Regions from separate parts of the Mus musculus genome. Here region 1 is linked to region 2. Evidence: chromatin contacts called from public promoter capture Hi-C data. All regions are on one chromosome and are shown on one strand. The core of a region is the stretch at or near the end of the contact, and the rest is flanking DNA. Distances in the headings are between cores, read along the strand shown.

Region 1 (5,949 bases), core at 2,061-4,560, 150 kb after region 2:
GCTACATCATCATACTATCCACACACTAGCTACAGACTCTATGCTTATTAGGAGCCCATCATACTATCCACACACTAGCTACAGACTCTGTATGCTTATTAGGAGCCCATCATACTATCCACACACTAGCTACATCATCATACTATCCACACACTAGCTACAGACTCTGTATGCTTATTAGGAGCCCATCATACTATATTGAAAGCAGGTAACATTTGAGATCATTAAAGTGATCTATCAAAAACCAAAGACCTTAAATTTGTTTTCTTGTAATTTAACGTAACATAATGAAATAAAGCTAGAAATAACTAATAAGAGACATAAAGTAAAGGTGTGTGTGTGTGTGTGTGTGTGTGTGTGTGTGATGAAAGCAGATGTGAAAAGAATATAAGCTAATGGAAAAGTGGGAAAAGAAAGGGGGAACAGTGTGGGAACACAGGGAATACATTCAACATACAGCCTGTTGAATGAAACTCATTACCAGCATGGGCCACTGGTACCGGGGTCTTTGGTAGCAGTATCCAGAGAGAGGAGTGTGGCTTCGTTGAGCAGTAACAGGACAACAAATTCTCATTGCTGGAGAGTTAATCAACTCAAGCAAAAAAGTCAGTGATTAAAATAAAAAGAAGTCATCCAAAAATATATTCTGGGGGGAAACTCAGAATCAACTCAACTAAACAATGACTTTTTTTTTTTACCCGAGTCAGCTTTCTTATTGAACATGATTATGTTAAAACTCAAAAAACGGCAAAATAGCATGGTTGCCCCTTCCATGAGTATTTCAATAATCAAATTTGTATGTTATGGATAGGAGTCGATGTATTCTTCTTCTCAAGCAACTTATAAGTCATTTGATCACTACCCAACATTTGTTCCACCAACGCTGACAGAATGGGCAAGAATCTGTGAAAATAAAAATGAGAGTAGAAAGGTAGCTGAAACCAGAGACCTGGGAGGTGAGAGACTCTCAGGACTCAAGGGGGGCTGGAGGGGACCTTAGATGAAATGCCAGACAGTAGGGACAGGGAACTTATAGAGCCCAACCCCAGCAGGAAGACAGGGCATCAAGTGAGGGATGGGGTTGCCATCCCACAGTCACATCTCTGACTCATAATTGTTCCTGTCTGAAAGAATTACAGGATGGAAATGGAGAGGAGCCTGAGGAAAAGAAGGTCCAGCAATGGGCCCAAAGTGGGATCCAGCTCAAGGGGAGGACCCAAGGCCTGATACAACGACTGAGGCTATGGAATGTTCACAAAAAGGGACCTATCATGACTGCCCTCTGAAAGACCCAACAAGCAACTGAAAGAGTCACTAGCAGATATTTGCACCCAACCAATGGACAGAAGCAGCTGACCCCTGTTGTTGAATTAGGGAAGGCTGAAAGAAGCTGAAGAGTTGAGCCATCCTGTAGGAGGACCAGCAGTCGCAATTAATCTGGACCCCTGAGATCTCTCAAACACTGGACAACCAAACAGACAGCATACACCAGCTGATATGAGGCCCCCAACACATACAGTAGAGAACCTCAGGTTCTGTGTTCATTCAGAGATGATGCTCTAACCCTCAAGAGACTGGAGGCCCCAGGGAGTTTAGAGGTCAGGTGGGGAGGAGAGTGGGGATATCTATGTGGCAACAGAAGGTGGGGAGGAGGTGTGGGATGTGGAACAGTTGGAGGGTGGATGGGGGGGCGGGGAATAAAATATGGAGTGTAAAAATAAATTTAAAAAATAAATAAAATTGAAAAAGAAAGAGAGAGAGAAAGAAAGGAAGGAAGGAAGGAAGAAGGAAAGGAAGGGAGGAAGGAAGAAAGGTGGCTGAAAAGAAAAAAAAGGCAAGAAAACACTGCTGCTTAAGAGGTGAGACTATGCTGGGGCCTAACAAACACAGAAGTGGATGCTCACAGTCAGCTATTAGATGGATCACAGGGCTCCCAATGGAGGAGAAAAAGTACCCAAGAAGCTAAAGGGATCTGCAACCCTATAGGTGGAACAACAATATGAACTAACCAGTACCCCCCGGAGCTCGTGTCTCTAGCTTGCATATGTATCAGAAGATGGCCTAGTCAGTCATCAGTGGAAAGAGAGGCCCATTGGTCGTGCAAACTTTATATGCCCCAGTACAGGGGAACGCCAGGGCCAAGAAGTGGGAGTGGGTGGGTAGGGGAGTTTTGGGAGGGGAGGGTATGGGGGACTTTTGGGATAGCACTGGAAATGTAAATGAAGAAAATACCTAATTTAAAAAAAAAAGTGACAGACGAGGAGGTCTGGGCACATGTACGCACGCATGCACGCATGAAGCTCTGGAGCCAGCACGAACTATACAAAACAATCTTACGTTTTCCCTGACTTCCAAAGCTGGGCTGAGTTTGGATTCTCACTGCTGGGAAGCACGGCTGGTGTTGGGAATTGACTCACCCAGGCATCTTCTCTTCACCCGCTCCAGCTCCTGCGCCCTTCGGGCTGACAGCACCAGAGAGACCCCTAGTTTAGATAACTGGAAAGCTAGCTCCTCACCAATGCCACTTGACGCTCCAGTAACCCACACCACCATGCCAATCAGTGCCTGTTCTGCGGAAGAAAGAGGAGAGTTGGCAGGAATATGCATGGGATAGTGATGCTCAGATATCCCAGAGAAGCAAAACAGGAGGGGACACACACCTTTGATCCCAGCACCCAGGAGGCAGAAGTAAGCAGATCTTTGTGAGTTCAAGGCCAGCCTGATCTACACAGTAAATTCCAGAACAGACAGAGCCATGGACAGGTTCTTAAACAATTCCTCCAAGCCAGGCGGTGGTGGCACACGCCTTTAATCCCAGCACTTGGGAAGCAGAGCCAAGTGGATTTCTGAGTTCTTAGGACAGCCAGAGCTACACAGAGAAACTCTGTCTCGAAAAACAAAACAAAACAAAGCCAAAAATGCCTGCGCCCTTTACCCAGTCTCTTCGTCCCTAACCCTTAACCCTAGGAAAGGCTCAGGCTGGACCACTGAGGCTTTGACGACTAGAAGCAGCCCAGGAGGACCCTACCCAGCAGAGATCAGAACTCCCACTTGAAGCTGGAGGTCACAGAAGGTTCTCACCAGGACGCCGGCCCATCCACGAAGCCCACAGCAGCGTCAGGTCACTATCCAAGCGCAGGAAGCTCAGCAGCCCAAAGGCTGGCAGCAGCAGGGCGCACAACGCCAGTATCCAGAACTCGATGTCCATCGCAGCTAGAAAAAGGCAACTACAGCTAAATTATACAGCCCTGGACTCTGGCTCCTCTCGGGGTGCAGGCAGGGGAGGAGTGAGTGTTCTGGGTGTGCCAGGTCCACTGACTCTGTCCAGGGCTGCACTGCCTGGGTACTTTGGAATGAGCCATGCTGGTTCCAAGAGAACACAGACACTGAGTGGACTTTAAAAAAAAAAAAAAAAAAAAAAAAAAAAAAAAAAAAAAAAAGTTGCAATAGGAACAAAAAACAAAACAAAACAAACAAACCCAAAAAACTGAAATGTCTTTAAATACTTAGGGATACTGTCTCAGTGATCAACAGTTGTGAATTCAAGAAGGAGGGAAATTAAGAAAAAGCAAGAAAGTATTATTTCAACAAACCTAAAAGAAGATAGCCACATGAACAAAATTCCAACTCTAACAAAAAATTTACAGAAAACAATAATCACTTTTCCTTAATATCTCTTAATGGACTCAATTCCCCAATAAAAAGACATAGACTAACAGACTGATTATGTAAACAGGACCCAACATTTTGCTGCTTACAGGAAACCGACCTCAATGACACAGACAGACACTACCTCAGAGTAAAAGGCTGGAAAACAATTTTCCAAGCAAATGGTCCCAAGAAACAAGCTGAAGCACCATTCTAATATCGAATAAAATCAACTTTCAACCTAAAGTTATCAAAAAAGATAAGGAGGGATACTCACTTGATACTCATCAAAGGTAAAATTTACCAAGATAAACTCTAAATTCTGAACATCTATGCTCCAAATGCAAGGGCATCCACATTCGTTAAAGAAACTTTAGTAAAGCTCAAAGCACACATTGGACCACACACAATAATAGTGGGAGACCTCAACACCCCACTCTCATCAATGGACAGATCCTGGAAACAAACTAAACAGAGACACAGTGAAACTAACAGAAGTTATTAAACAAATGGGTTTAACTGATATCTATAGAACATTTTATCCTAAAACAAAAAGATATACCTTTTTTCTCAGCACCCCATTGTACCTTCTCCAAAATTGACCATATAATCAGTTACAAAACAGATACAAAAATGTTGAAATAATCCCATGCATCCTATCAGATCGCCACGGACTAGGGCTGATCTTTAATAACAACATAAATAATAAAAAGCCCACATACACGTGGAAGCTGAACAATACTCTACTCAATGATACCTTGGTCAAGGAAGAAATAAAGAAAGAAATTAAAGACTTTTTAGAAGTTAATGAAAATGAAGACACAACATATCCAAACTTATGGGACACAATGAAAGCATTCCTAAGAGGAAAATTCATAGCTCTGAGTGCCTCCAAAAATAATCTGGAGAGAGCATACACAAGTAGCTTGACAGCACACCTAAAAGCCCTAGAACAAAAGGAAGCAAATTCCCCCAAGAGGAGTAGACAGCGGGAAATAATCAAACTCAGGGTTGAAATCAATCCAATAGAAACAAAAGGAAATATACAAAGAATCAACAAAATCAGGAGCTGGTTCTTTGAGAAAATCAACAAGATAGATAAACCCTTAGCCAAACTACCTAGAGGGTACAGGGACAGTATCCTAATGAACAAAATCAGAAATAAAAGGAAGACATAACAACAGAACATGAGGAAATCCAAAGCATCATCAGATCCTACTACAAAGGGCTATGCTCAACACAACTGGAAGACCTGGATGAAATGGACAATATTCTAGACAGATACCAGGTACCAAAGTTAAATCAGGATCAGATTAATGATCCAAACAATCCCATATCCCCTAAAGAAATAGAAACAATCAGTAATAGTCTCCCAACCAAAAAAAAGCTCAGGACCTGAAGGATTTAGTGCAGAGTTCTATCAGGCCTTCAAAGAGGACCTAATTCCAATACTCCTCAAGTTATTCCACAAAATAGAAACAGAAGGTACTCTACCCAATTCACTCTATGAAGCCACAATTACTCTGATACCTAAACCACACAAAGACCCAACAACGAAAGAGAACTTCAGATCAATTTCTCTTTTGTATATTGATGCAAAAATACTCAATAAAATTCTCACAAGCCAAATCCAAGAACACATCAAAATGATCATCCATCCTGACCAAGTAGGCTTCATCCCAGGGATGCAGGGATGGTTCAGTATATGGAAATCTATCAATGTAATCTACTATAAAAACAAACTCAAAGACAAAAACCACATGAACATCTCATTAGATGTGGAGAAAGCATTTGACAAAATCCAACACCCATTCATGATAAAAGACTTGGAAAGATCAGGAATTCAAGGCCCACACCTAAACATAATAAAAGCAATCTACAGCAAACCAGTAGCCAACATCAAAGTAAATGGTGAGAAGCTGGAAGCAATCCCACTAAAATCAGGGACAAGACTGCCCACTCTCTCCCTATTTATTCAATATAATACTTGAAGTCCTAGCCAGAGCAGTTAGACAACAAAAGGAGATCAAAGGAATACAACTTGGAAAGGAAGAAGTCAAAATATCACTATTTGCAGATGATATGATAGTATATATAAATGACCCAAAAAAATCCACCAGAGAACTCCTAAACCTGATAAACAACTTCAGTGAAGTAGCTGGACATAAAATAATTCAAGCAAATCAGTGGCCTTTCTCTACATAAAGGATAAACATGCTGAGAAAGAAATTAGGGAAACAACACCCTTCAAAATAGTCACAAATAATATAAAATACCTTGGTGTGACTCTAACTAAGGACA
Region 2 (6,532 bases), core at 449-2,948:
GGTTTTCTGCCTCTGTTGTTCGCTGGCTAACCAGAGAAGCAGATCCTCCCAGTAAACACCCTAACCAATGTATTTATTCACTAAATAAGAATTTCTTGCTAATTATTAACAAATTTAGACCAAATAGGAAGTTATATTAATCACATACCAAGCCCAGCTATGTTACTACAAACTATTATTAACTTTCAACATCTCATAGCATATTTACTTACTGTATTAGCATTCTCTGAATGTTATTCATAACAATCATGTTCTCACTTTTGCGTTATTGTAGATGATTTAATTATTCTACCCTTGATCTTAGCCAAAAGGCTAAGAAGCATTGATAATTTTTTTTAAATATGTTGGCTACTAACGCCTACACCATGTCACAAAAAGCAATGAATGTATTTTGTTTTTCAATTCACACTTTATTTCGCTTCCAGAATCTGAATCTACACGGGAATAGCTTGAGTAAACTGAGAGATCTTGCCAAGCTAACTGGGCTTCGGAAGCTGAACATTAGCTTCAATGAGTTTACTTGCTTAGATGATGTGTACCACTTGGTAAGAGCTGCTCTTTTGAAATGTAAATGCCAAGTCAAAAGCATAGAAGCAGGATGGCAGCCTGGGCCTTGGGGGGATAGAGAGGAAATGTTGGTCAAAGGAAAGAAATGTTCAACTATGAGATGAATGTGTCCTGGGGGTCTCATGTACAGCACAGAGTAGTCACTGTGTCAGTTAGAAGGCCTTACTTATTATCTATTTTATTATTTACTATAAAACAACATTAAGATGCACTAAAATAAGCAATGCAAATGTATGAGTTGGGGAAATCTTAGGAGAGTGTGCTTACAAGGCAGCCTATGCTACTGAGAGCCAAAGCCCCTTGTGCAGCCTCCTCTGCCCTTTCCCCAGCTCCTCTCCCTGCACTCTCCCCTGGTCCTGCTCTCAGTCAAGTGCACACACTAACATAGTCGCTTGGCTTTGCCATTTTAAGAAAGGTGCACTTTATTGCTAGCAGCAATCATGGGCCTATACCAGGAGGCCTACTAGCTTTAGAAAACTTTGCATCTCTTAAAAAGAAAAAGAAAAGAAAATTATAGAATAAAATTCAATTTTTGTAGCTAAGGATATAATCTGTAATTGAAGCCATTTCAACAATATAACTAGGTATTAGGCATAAAGACATGTATTTTTGTGGATAATTGCAAGTTGTCTTGCAAGTCTGTTTGCCTGCCCTCTTGTGCAAACAAGTCCCTGCAGCTCTGTGTTCAGAGAGATGAGGAAACCTGTGCTATAGTCTCTGTAGTCTCTAAGGATTGGCTTTGTGTGTGTGTGTGTGACAGTGCTCCTCCATTATCAAAGCCATAATCTAATTGCATAACTCATCTAGAATCCTTGTGTTCCCCTAAGTTTACAAGAGCCAAGCCTGACCTGAGAATTGCTGCCATGACCCAGTGTGTTACCCTTAGGGCAGTGGGATTCTTGTGTAGGTTTTCTGTATATGTTATAAGAAAGCATGTGACATATTTAGAGAAGTGGGGGAAAGCACTTGGTATGCACAAACCCTGAGTTAGCATTGCGCCTGTTTGTATGCACCACAGTACAACCTTGAGTATTTGGACGCCAGCCATAACCATGTGATAACCCTAGAGGGATTCAGAGGCCTGATGAAACTGAAGCATTTGGACTTGAGCTGGAACCAGCTGAAGAAGACTGGGGAAGAGATCAATGTGCTGTGCAAACACACCACCAGCCTTCTCACCCTTGACATTCAGCACAACCCCTGGCAGAAGGTATGCAGCAGACAGCACTAGAAAAGCAGACACTCTGTGCAGAACCAGTCTCTGCCTCGCTGGTCAGTCCAAGCCAGAAAGAGGCAAACCACACCTGTTCCTTGTGCTTCCTTCAAAATCCTGGATAAGTGGGTTTAGACTGGTGATCTAGTGACACAAATGTCACTATAAGAAAAGCTGTGCTGTCATGTTTGTATGATACCTTGTAACCTGTGACAGTCTGAATGCATTACTGCTCTAAGAACGATTAAAGTCATTGTCATTTGCAAACTTCCAGAGAATTCATGTCAGTGGCTAGAATGCTTTTATAATGACACACAGGAGCCAAAAATAATCTGATTTAATAAGGGAAACACACTGTTAAGAAGGGAACAGCATTCTACAATGTGCTCTAAACTCTGGATAATAACATATAGGCTCACTTTGCAATTTCTATTATTTATTCTCTTAAAAATGTAGAAATCATGTCTCTTCATAAACCTAAATTATAAAATTATTTCCTTCTGTTATAGAAAGAAATTTGAATGTTATTTTTATTATTGTTCATGTTATACCTTTAAGGCTATCTCCCAGTATTTTAAATGAGCCCAAATTTATCATTTTAAGACTCTTCTTTCATTGCTTCTAAAATGTACATAGAGCCAGGCACTGCACTGGAGAGGCAGAAGCAGAAGGGTCATGAGTTCAAGGCCAGCATAGGTTCTGTAGTAAGACCACATCACAAGAATAAATAACTGACATTTGTGAGATTATGTTTAGTATTTTAAAGAATGAGTAAATGACTGGATCTATTAAGTGGGCCATATTACTAAATTTATAACACTGAATTTAAGATAGGTAAAGCAATATTGTTCTGTTCTGTTTGTTTTGTTGCCAAAGCAGATTTTTCTAATGGTCACCCTCTCCCTGTCAAGTTGGACTTCAATGTCAGGAGATCCATGCGGAGTCCAGGACGGAGCTCCCTGGCTTACTGCCCACTCAACAAGCATGAGTCTCCCTGTGGCTCCCATCATCCTTTCACCAGCCACTTTCCAAGAGCAGTGGGCTTGCATCCTGAAAATGGAACAGATTTATCCTTACATAATTTAATTCCAACTATTATTTAAAGAATTAAATCAAGTCCTTAGTTTTAGAAGCTAAGTAGTTTTCAAAGAGAGATAGACAGCTTTCAATTATATGGAAAAGAAGGAAGTGTTACTTTCCCGTGCCGTAATACATGTGATGTCTAATGAAAATTAACTTTTTGATATTTTTTCCCAAGCCAGCCACATTGAGGCTGAGTGTTATTGGCAGACTAAAGACTCTTACACACTTAGACGGCCTCGTCATTTCTGAAGAAGAAACCAGAGCAGCTCTGAAATTCATTAGTGGAACGAAGATTACTCAGGTTGGCATCACTAGGTTACTATTCCTGAGTTAGGTGCACATACAAATGATACTTTTCTGGTTTATTTTCTTTTATTAAGCTTGATACTCTCTCCTAGCATATTAATTTTCCTATACCAATGTGCCTCCCATACCCTACCCCCATAAACGAGAGTGGGCTTTATGGACTATCTTGGAACAGGCCCAAATGCCAGCCTTTCCCCCTAATATCTCTAGGGTAATTACTTTCTAATCCCATGAACTTCCTGAGTCCTTTCTAGAGGCTGCATGGTGATAAATAGTATTTGTGTATGCAGTAACCTTAGGAGGCTTTGAGAGAGCATTTAGTACACTGTGCAGTATCAGTATTATGTGTAACCTGTTAGCCTGCAGGGACAGAAATACCTGCGTTATACAGATAGAGAATCCTGCACTTTGGGTGCTGGGGTGTAGGTTATTACAAGCACTGTATCAGCTTGGGTTGGCCCTGGTTTTGATCCCCAACATTCAGCTCTATCTCGATCTAATTTCTTTCCATTTTTTCCTTTATTCTCCTCTCTTACATATGACAGCAGCTTCCCCTCCCTCTCCTTCCTCCAGTTCCCCTAACCCCAGCTCCCCTCAGCCCCAGATCCTAGGATACTTGAATGTTCCTTAAACAACATAACAGTTGGTTTTGGATCTAATCAAAATGAAGGGAAGAATACTTTTTTTTGATAAAAATACAATTAATGTATTGAGGAAGACTTAGAGATTTGCCCCAATAGAAATCAAAGACTACTAAAAGTTTTAAGACACTTAGCATCTCAGAACAAAGACCCAGCAGAGGCCCAGACCTCTGGGAAAGCTTGATAGACAATGGAACCACCTTTGCAGTCCGAAGCAGCTACTCAGTACAAAGCACTGGGGCCAATGCGTTAAAACTTCACTGCAGCGAACTGGACAGATGGCTCAGTGGTTAAGAGTACAGACTGCTCCTCCACAGGATCTGGGTTCAAGTCCCAGCACCAACATGGCAGCTCACAAATGTCTGTAACTCCAGTTCAGCACCGCAACACACACACACACACACACACACACACACACACACACACACACACACACACGTGTATGCAAGAAAAACACCAATGCACATAAAAAGAAATAAATCTTAAAAAAAAACTTCACTTCAAAAGACAAAAACCAAGAATGTTTTAGAACAAAATATCCATGTGATTTATCCTTGTGACTATGGATTTAGCAATTCTTCATAAGGAATCAGACCACAGGCATATCATGAAAGCTGGGGTTTGTCCATATAAAATTGGCGCAGCCTTTCCTTCAAGGATACGATAAGGAAAGAAAAAGGAAAGGTAAGTAGCGAGCCAGGGAAGAAAATCTACAACACAAATGTCAAACTATAGTCTCTCTCAATATCCCAGATGTGTACAGAAAAAGACAACGGAGGGAAAACAAACAAAACAAAACATGGAAGGAGTTTGAAAAGCATTTCACTGAAAAGGATTTCGGAACAGCCAACTAATTTATAAAACAATGCTTTATCATATTAACATTCAAAAAACAAAGTTCCAAACACAATAATCTGCCAATTAATACAGACTGACAAAAAGTTTAAGTTACAGCCAGAACATAAAACAGTAATTATAATTATTACAATTGCTTTGGAAATTTTATTTGACTTCCTACCTCTCTCTTCACTCCCTCCTCCTCCTCCCTTCCCTGACCCAACAAACTCCTGTAAATTTATATTCTCTGAAGAAGCCCTGTGTATACACAGGAGCCGTGCACACGGGCCCAAGGGTTTCCACAGTGGCGGTGTTCAATAGCCTTGGACTCAACAACAGTGTTCATGCTCAGCAGAGTCATTAAGAGGATACTATACAAGGCTTAGGGATGTAGCTCAGTTAGTACCCAAGTGTTTGTGCATCATGCAAAAGACCTTGAGTTCAGTTCTCAGCACCCCACAAACCAGGCATGGTGTGCACGTCTGTATCGCCAGCATTTGGGAGGTGACAGCAGTTGACTCAGAAGTTTGTCATCCTAAACTACATAGAAAGTTCAAGGACAGTCTGCTACATGAGACCTTGTCTAGAAAAGGGAAGGAGGCGGGAGAGAGAAAATGTCACACAGAGGGAATGTGTACACCACTGACTACAAATGAACTCCAGCTCAGTGCTGCAGCATAGATGAATTTTATAGTGCTGAGAAGGAGCAAGTAACTGCAATACAGTTTGGTTTCCAAAAAGTCCAAACAACGTCGAGCTTAATGATGCATTGTGTATGAGCACAAGCAGGACTAGAGAGAAGAAAGGAGTGGATGGTAGACAGACATGTAAGAGGGATCCCATCTAAGGGGAGGGTGGGAAGACGCTCGGGATGGGACCATAGGAGCTTGTAGGACTGTTCTAGATCATAAGGTGGTCTCATGGGAGCATTAGATGGATGTTTAGAGTATAAGCATCCTTGAAATTGTGTGTAGGAAAACAAGACAAACTGAAAATTAAAATTTAGCTGGATATGGAGGATATTTTAAGAGAAAGAAAATGTTTGAAAATCATTTATTGGGCTATTCATCTTCCATGGGGAACAAGCCTTCTTAGTCGTGTATAAATAAACATCGTTATGCTATCCCTTTTATTCATCGTATTTTTTAATTGTATTTTATTAGCTAACTCTCTTACAGCATTCCAGTTCTAAAGAGGAAAGGCCTCGGATGCTCAGTACATGGCCCTCTGCCAAAATCCTGACCCAGATTTCCAAGCTGGGACCCCACTTTCACCTGACCGGGAACTGGTACTCAAAGGTAATGACGCGTTCATTACAACTGACGCCAGGTTACATTGACCGCTCTAGTCATCATGGGTGTGACACGGAGAGAGAAAACGGAAAAGGGAGACTAAAGATGTCCTTTCCCAGCAAAGGCCAAGTGTACCATACAGTGTTTCTAACTGTAGCCATAATAATATACTCTAGCCCCTCAGCACTCATTGTTCCTGAGAAGTTAAAACCTTGTGCCCTTTGACCCTATTTCCCTGCCCTCCCATCTCCATCCCCAGAAACTACCAGTCGTCCCTCTGCCTCTGTGAGTTTAGCTGCTTAGATTCCATATCTAATTGAAATCACAGTGTTTAATTTATGATGCATAGCTATCAAATAATATACTCTAAATAGCTGTCATTTTAAATGGTAAATTATGCTTCAACAAAGTTGGGAAAACATACAAAGCAATTTATCATTTTTAAAGTAACATACCATTTTCTTTTTTAAAAAACATGAAATGATAAGACAGTTTCTAGATGTTCTAGAAAGATGTTACAGGGACTCCTCTTCAACTATAGTTATTATGGAATTGGAGATTTAGAATAAAGGTCTATACGTTGGAGATGTAGA

Evidence for each region. Capture Hi-C pulls out chosen DNA fragments and counts their contacts.
Region 1: a contact with region 2 is called in a promoter capture Hi-C map of liver. The contact joins two enhancer-like sites. A contact is called at or near these places in 1 of 15 datasets of contacts at CTCF or cohesin (the NIH/3T3 cell line), 2 of 484 Hi-C or Micro-C datasets (embryonic stem cells and nephron progenitors), 1 of 115 datasets of contacts at active chromatin or transcription factors (embryonic stem cells) and 4 of 9 other capture datasets (adipose tissue, embryonic stem cells, liver and 1 more).

The regions. Positions count from the first base shown.
Region 1 is chr12:72,625,646-72,631,594 of GRCm38.p6, forward strand. It overlaps the pseudogene Gm4756. Among named protein-coding and RNA genes, the nearest start is that of Dhrs7, 36 kb to the right of the region's middle. Within about 2 kb of position 3,311, at least 4 of the 459 cell types and tissues checked have an H3K27ac peak or open chromatin away from gene starts, as enhancers often do. A contact at or near this core is called in liver, where this site is marked.
Region 2 is chr12:72,475,618-72,482,149 of GRCm38.p6, forward strand. Lrrc9 (leucine rich repeat containing 9) reads left to right here. Exons shown (of 32, transcript NM_001142728.1): 17 at 426-545; 18 at 1,586-1,777; 19 at 3,039-3,164; 20 at 5,811-5,945. Among named protein-coding and RNA genes, the nearest start is that of Lrrc9, 37 kb to the left of the region's middle. Within about 2 kb of position 1,699, at least 13 of the 459 cell types and tissues checked have an H3K27ac peak or open chromatin away from gene starts, as enhancers often do. A contact at or near this core is called in liver, where this site is marked.